Linked DNA regions of Zea mays: region 1 is linked to region 2. A link is a contact called in public Hi-C data. All regions are on one chromosome and are shown on one strand. The core of a region is the stretch at or near the end of the contact, and the rest is flanking DNA. Distances in the headings are between cores, read along the strand shown. Region 1 holds the start of LOC100286243 (polcalcin Jun o 2). Region 2 holds the start of LOC100194115 (Essential protein Yae1 N-terminal).

The links. A called contact is a pair of places that touch in the nucleus more often than the background predicts.
Region 1: a contact with region 2 is called in a Hi-C map of tassel, with 4 times the contacts expected there. The contact joins the promoter of LOC100286243 here to the promoter of LOC100194115 in region 2. A contact is called at or near these places in 3 of 25 Hi-C or Micro-C datasets (ear, leaf and tassel).

The regions. Positions count from the first base shown.
Region 1 is chr3:151,609,666-151,612,425 of Zm-B73-REFERENCE-NAM-5.0, forward strand. LOC100286243 (polcalcin Jun o 2) reads left to right here and starts at 1,342. Exons shown (of 2, transcript NM_001159131.2): 1 at 1,342-2,060; 2 at 2,609-2,760. The coding sequence starts at 1,476. The coding sequence ends at 2,060.
Region 2 is chr3:151,303,770-151,306,793 of Zm-B73-REFERENCE-NAM-5.0, forward strand. It overlaps LOC100194115 (Essential protein Yae1 N-terminal), which reads left to right and starts at 1,465. Exons shown (of 5, transcript NM_001139168.2): 1 at 1,465-1,784; 2 at 2,600-2,689; 3 at 2,855-2,979. The coding sequence starts at 2,614. It overlaps LOC100286142 (pyridoxal phosphate enzyme), which reads left to right. Exons shown (of 7, transcript NM_001159030.2): 6 at 65-163; 7 at 259-568. The coding sequence ends at 339.

The DNA of each region.
Region 1 (2,760 bases), core at 92-2,591, 310 kb after region 2:
CGGCAAGGTTTCCCAAGTCGGCTTTATGATGTTGCTTGGAGAAATATCAGAGCTATCCCTTGAACCGGCCATTGAGGGCCGATTTGATGAGCTTAGATATGTATGTCCCCAGCGGAGTCGCCAAAAAGTATGTTGACGCCTTTTCGGAGCGTCAAATACTCAAGAAGAACCGGCAGCGGTGCTCTCTGGTCAGGCACGGACGGTACGCGGCCTGGGGCCGGACTGTCCGCGACCTGGCGCAGGGGCTAGGGTTTCCTGCCTGACGGCCGGACGGTCCGCGCGTGCGCAGGGGCGGCGGAAGATCGTCGGCGGCGCCTGGATCTCGCTCCCGGGAGGGACCCCGTCGGGAAGGAGAGATCCTAGGGATTGTCTAGGCTCGGGCCGGCCGACCTAGACTCCTCTAATCGGCGTAGAGTCGAAGAGAGCCGAAGAATTTGGGGATCGAGAGGCTAAACTAGAACTAGACTAGAACTACTTCTACTTGTACTGGAAATAAATGCGAATAGAAGTTGTATTGATTCGGTTGATAGTTTAAAATCGGCCGTAGACCTCTCTATTTATAGAGGAGGGGGGCTGAACTCTTTACACAACTGATTCCAAGCTAATTCCGCGAATATAGCTAATAACCGTAGCACAAAACTCGGAACCCTAATATGTTCGGCGCACGCGCGGACCGTCCGGCCCACAGGCGCGGACTGTCCGGACCGCGGACCGTCCGGCCTTAGGGCCGAACCGTCCGCCAGCTCTTTTTTGGTTCAAACACACACGTTCTAAACGCAGCTTACCCATCGCACAAGAATCGCATCGCATATCCAATAGCAGTGACTATTACTTCCCCCACATTTACTTAAGCAGTCCTCCAACTAAAAGAAAGGAACAAAAAGACAGACGACCCTCACAAGCAAACCCGTCGCCTTGCCCCCATCTCACATAGTACATGCTTCGGCATCAAAGTGGTAGGTTTGCATGTGGTGGCGCCATGTTCGTTCGGACCCTCTGGCTCATGCCATCATCTGGGGTGTTTTGCGGGCCAAGCAACCTTTAAGCATACTATTTTCTTTTCTCTCTCTCTTTTTCCCTTTTTTTCGAACGAACTTGTTTTTTAATCGTAACCTAGCAAATAAAATCTTATATATTGAAACAAACAAAGGGGGGAAATTGCCTTTACAATACTACAACTACAAGCAGGTTTGCGGGATCCGCAATCCCACTGGCACTGGCAGGTGCGAAGCAAATACGGCTTCCCAAACGCAGGCCCACAATGCAGGGACTCGTAGCGCAACAGCTAGACGCCGCAGCTTCCTCCCCGGGCCCCGGCCTCCCTCCCTGGCTGCGATCCGTGATCGATAGCAATGGGAAAGGAACTGCCTCTGCCTTGCCTCTATAAATACGCCGCCCGTCGCAGAACCGAAACCGCAGCCGTGACGGATCCAGCCGAACCCCCTCGCAGTCGCAGCCCCCTCACGCCACGCGACATGGGCAAGATCAGGATGCCCGTGCCGTCCCTGTTCCGCCGCCGCTCCTCCAAGCCGCCGCCGCCGCAGCCGCAGCAGCAGGCGCCTGCCGCGGGCGACGGCGACGGCAGCGGGTCCCCGGAGCGGGCGACGGCGGAGGAGGAGATGGCGCGCGTGTTCCGCAAGTTCGACGCGAACGGCGACGGGCGGATCTCGCGGTCGGAGCTGGCGGCGCTGTTCGAGAGCCTGGGCCACGGCGCGTCGGACGACGAGGTGGCGCGCATGATGGCCGAGGCGGACGCGGACGGCGACGGCTTCATCAGCCTGCCCGAGTTCGCGGCCCTCAACGCCACGGTGGCCGGCGACGCGGCCGCCGTCGAGGAGGACCTGCGCCACGCCTTCCGCGTCTTCGACGCCGACGGCAGCGGCGCCATCTCCGCCGCCGAGCTCGCGCGCGTCCTCCGCAGCCTCGGCGAGCCCGCCTCCGTCGCGCAGTGCCGCCGCATGATCGAGGGCGTCGACCAGAACGGCGACGGCCTCATCTCCTTCGACGAGTTCAAGGTCATGATGGCCAGGGGAGGAGCATGCTTCGCAAAGATCGCCTAGGTAATTAGAGGTTCCCTCCCCAGCCCTTTCGAATCCCTGCTGCTCCACCCATCCCCCCCCCCCCCCCCCCCCCCCCCCCCCCTCCGTTCACAGCAGCCGAGCGTATGGCGTCGTGTGCGGTCTTAAGTAAAGTGTATATAGAAGCCAAGATCATCATGGAGAAGCACTAGCGCTAGATTCTTCTCTCTACTAATAATTGGGAACCACGGCGGATATTGCTTTTTGCAAGATTGGAGCCTGGATGAAAGCAGTGGTTCAGAGCTAACTTCTGTTCTAGAGATGCGGATGCTTGACTATGTGAATGAAAGAGTAGACGATTCGAACCTACTCCTATGTGGATCTCTAATTCGTGTGTTTCCACCTCTCGGAATATGTGAATGTTTTTTGCATGTTTGTTTGGTATTTGTTAGATCCAATGTAAATCTGGTAATCTCAGCGCGGTGGAATCCGTAGGCTGTTAATTTAGCTCGATGCAGATAAAAGCTGTAGTGATCTTTTGTTGAACTTGTGGAGGATTTTTTTTTCTTAAGATCTCAAACATGGAACAGGAATATTCTTGCGAAGGTGGGGAGGAGCTTGAGGAATTGTCCTGATTGCGTACCTATCAATCATTGGCATCATCAGGGCGCGATGGGAGCTCGAATCTCTTCATTAGTTTATATCTACTGGTTGGAATTGGAAGCAGAACATGCGGAGGCCT
Region 2 (3,024 bases), core at 215-2,714:
CAAACAACAACGAGCATTTTGCGTTGGCTTTCATAACCTGTTGTTTTGAGTGCTTTGAATACAGGCATTGGTTAATTGTAAGCTTGAAGTTTGCAAGGCCCTTGACATACCAACAGAACAGTTTGAACTCTCCATGGGAATGTCTGGTGACTTTGAGCAAGCGGTTTGTAATATAATCATTCTCATTCTTTGCATAGGAATGCTGAAACAAGACTACACAATCCTGGAGTTCCATCAACTAATGTTAACTTTATGCAGATTGAGATGGGCAGCACGAATGTGAGGATTGGATCAACCATTTTTGGACCAAGGGAGTATCCAAACAAAAGGCAGAACTAGTGAGATTCAACGCATAAGTGTCATCTCAATACCCAGTCCTCTTGATTAACCTTTTGCCTATGTAAGCATGATGCTATGTATAAATGCACATGTGAATAGGTAACATGTACAACCTCATACAACACTGTTTGCAGGGGGAGGGGGGGGAACTCTCCATACAACAGTACGGCACTGTATAAGAAATTTTGTGACATGGCCTTGAATAGAAATTTCATAAAAAAAGTTCTTCCTATCATCCCTCACCTATTCTTTCCATGATGTTTGACGCTCACCTGCAGATTTAAATTAGCATTGTACTTATATGCAATGAGAAGACATGTAATTCTTTAGGCCTCCCTAGCTCCCTCACCTAATTTGTCAATCTTCCTAGTATTACGCATTTGGTTATGTTTTTCTTGTTGATGATTTGTACTTCCATCGTGTTGCTGATTTGTACTATTAATTTGACTCTAGACATCAAGGAACAGTTACTAGGAAATTAAGCTGTTGTTTTGTAGTATGTAAAGAATGAAGATGCAATGATGATTTTTTGCAACCAGTTTCCACCGTCCCCTTCTATCGGTAAAAAAGTTAAAATTATGTACAAATGAGAATTTGAACTTTGGTTGTTAGCTTCAAATCCACTAGCCAATATAACATATGTCTTTATTTTTATACTATATACTGAAGCATATTTGAAAACCATAGCAACATAAGGGTGTCTAAACTAGTTGTAAATTAAGTTACAAGCATGGCTCAGACCAGCCTCGAGTACCAAGTAAACTTCATCTATGCACACATGAAACAAGGTTACCTAACCCTTTGAATACGAATTGAAGCACGGATACACACACTGCTGTCAATCAACACAAAAGTAAAGCACGGACAACAAAGGTTATTTTGCGTTCTCGTCTGAAAATCAGGAGGGAAACATACGTGGAAATGTGGAATCTTAGTTGGAGGATAGGTCTGAGTGGGCCGATTCCGTATGGGGTATTTTCAAAAGGCAGGCCTGTTAGATCTGTTCGGCTCCTGGGCTTCCGCCTTCAATTTAGCACAAGAACAGCCCATGGAGCCCACACCCCAGAGGTTCAGCCCTACCTGTAACCTGTCAGGCATCTCCCTTCTCCGCAAACCGTTTCGCATCTCCGCTACCCCCAGCCAAGTCGCTCCCGGTGGCTCCGTTCTCCGCGCCTTCGTTCCCCCTCGGTTTTCCTGCTGTTTCGCCTCGGTCCTGCTTGCTGGTGCTGCAGATCTGCGTTCGCCGGCCCCTTCTCCCTGCTATCGCATGCCAGCCAGGCGCCCACGGGCACGGCCAGCCCCCACCCCACAGGCGTGGCACTGCCCCTGTCCGGCTGTTCCTTGCTTTTGCTTGCCTGTGCCTGCTCCTGTTGGGCTTCGGCACCTGCACAGAGGAGACAGAGGTATACAGAGCCACGCAGCCAAGGATTTCGAATTCGTGACTTGTGAGTAACCAAGTATCGATTTTCTTTTTAATTTAATTCAATAAAATGTTGTTTGATGAATGGCAATGTCTAGTTTCCAACAGTCATGTTGATATTTGCATTTTGCAATATCCAAGGTAAGAAAGATGGGTTGAAGAGTGGCGCTTCTGAGGACTGAGGAACCATATGATAAATTTGAATTTGCCCCACGAGGACATATGGAACGAATACATATTGTGTTTTTTTCCACTCCCCACCCACCCACCGAAAGAACTATGAATTTTTAAAATTTGTATGTAGGATTGAGAATGTCCACCAGTATGGTGTCGGCGTGAAATCGTTAAGACATATATGATCTAAATGGCTGTCAGATGCTATTTATTTGATATTTTCTGTCTCCAGAATGTGTATTTGTTTGATCTATTTGAATTAATATTATCATTATTCATTATTTATGTATTTTGTTAGATCTATTAGTGTGTGTATATGGCACGAAATTTGTACTCTTCTGTTCTATACCCCCCCCCCCCCCACCACCACCACACACACACAGAACTATGAAATTTTAAATTTTGTATGTAGGATTGATTATGTCGACCATCGGCTAGTATGATGTCGGCATGAAATTGTTAAGACATATAGATCTAAATGGCTGTCAAATGCTCTTTATTTGATATTTATCTATCCAGAATGTGTATTTGCTTGATCTATTTGAATTAATATCATCATTATTTATGTATTTTGTTAGATCTATTAGTGTGTGTATATGGCGCGGAATTTCTAACCTTGTATTCTATACTCCCCCCCTGTCTTCTTGTCACTGGCTCTGGCTGCAGGTTGGAGTTTCTGAATGGCCAGCCCAGGGGATGCGGAGGGCATCACCATCTCCATGGGGGAGCTGAGCGTAGAAGCAGCGACTTCGTCAGGTGAGAACGAAATAGCCCAGTATGATGCATGTCTCTTATCCCTGACAAGGGGGCAACCATGTGCGCTTCCGTAGCCATGCGTTGCTTGCTTAATTATTAGCACTGCTTGTAGTTTTATCTCATGTTGGAACCTAGTTGGTTTACTTATGCAAAACTTTGTCCCAGCTAACGGCGGTGGTGATGTTGCCGCTGTCGACCAGGATGATGTGTGGGAAGATGTTTCAGATTCTCATGGGCACGCGTCTACCTTAGACAGAGAATGGATCCACAGGCAGAACCAGTTTCAAAAGGTATTAATCACCCCCCTAGAGTTTATTTGGAACGCAGTTGTTAAT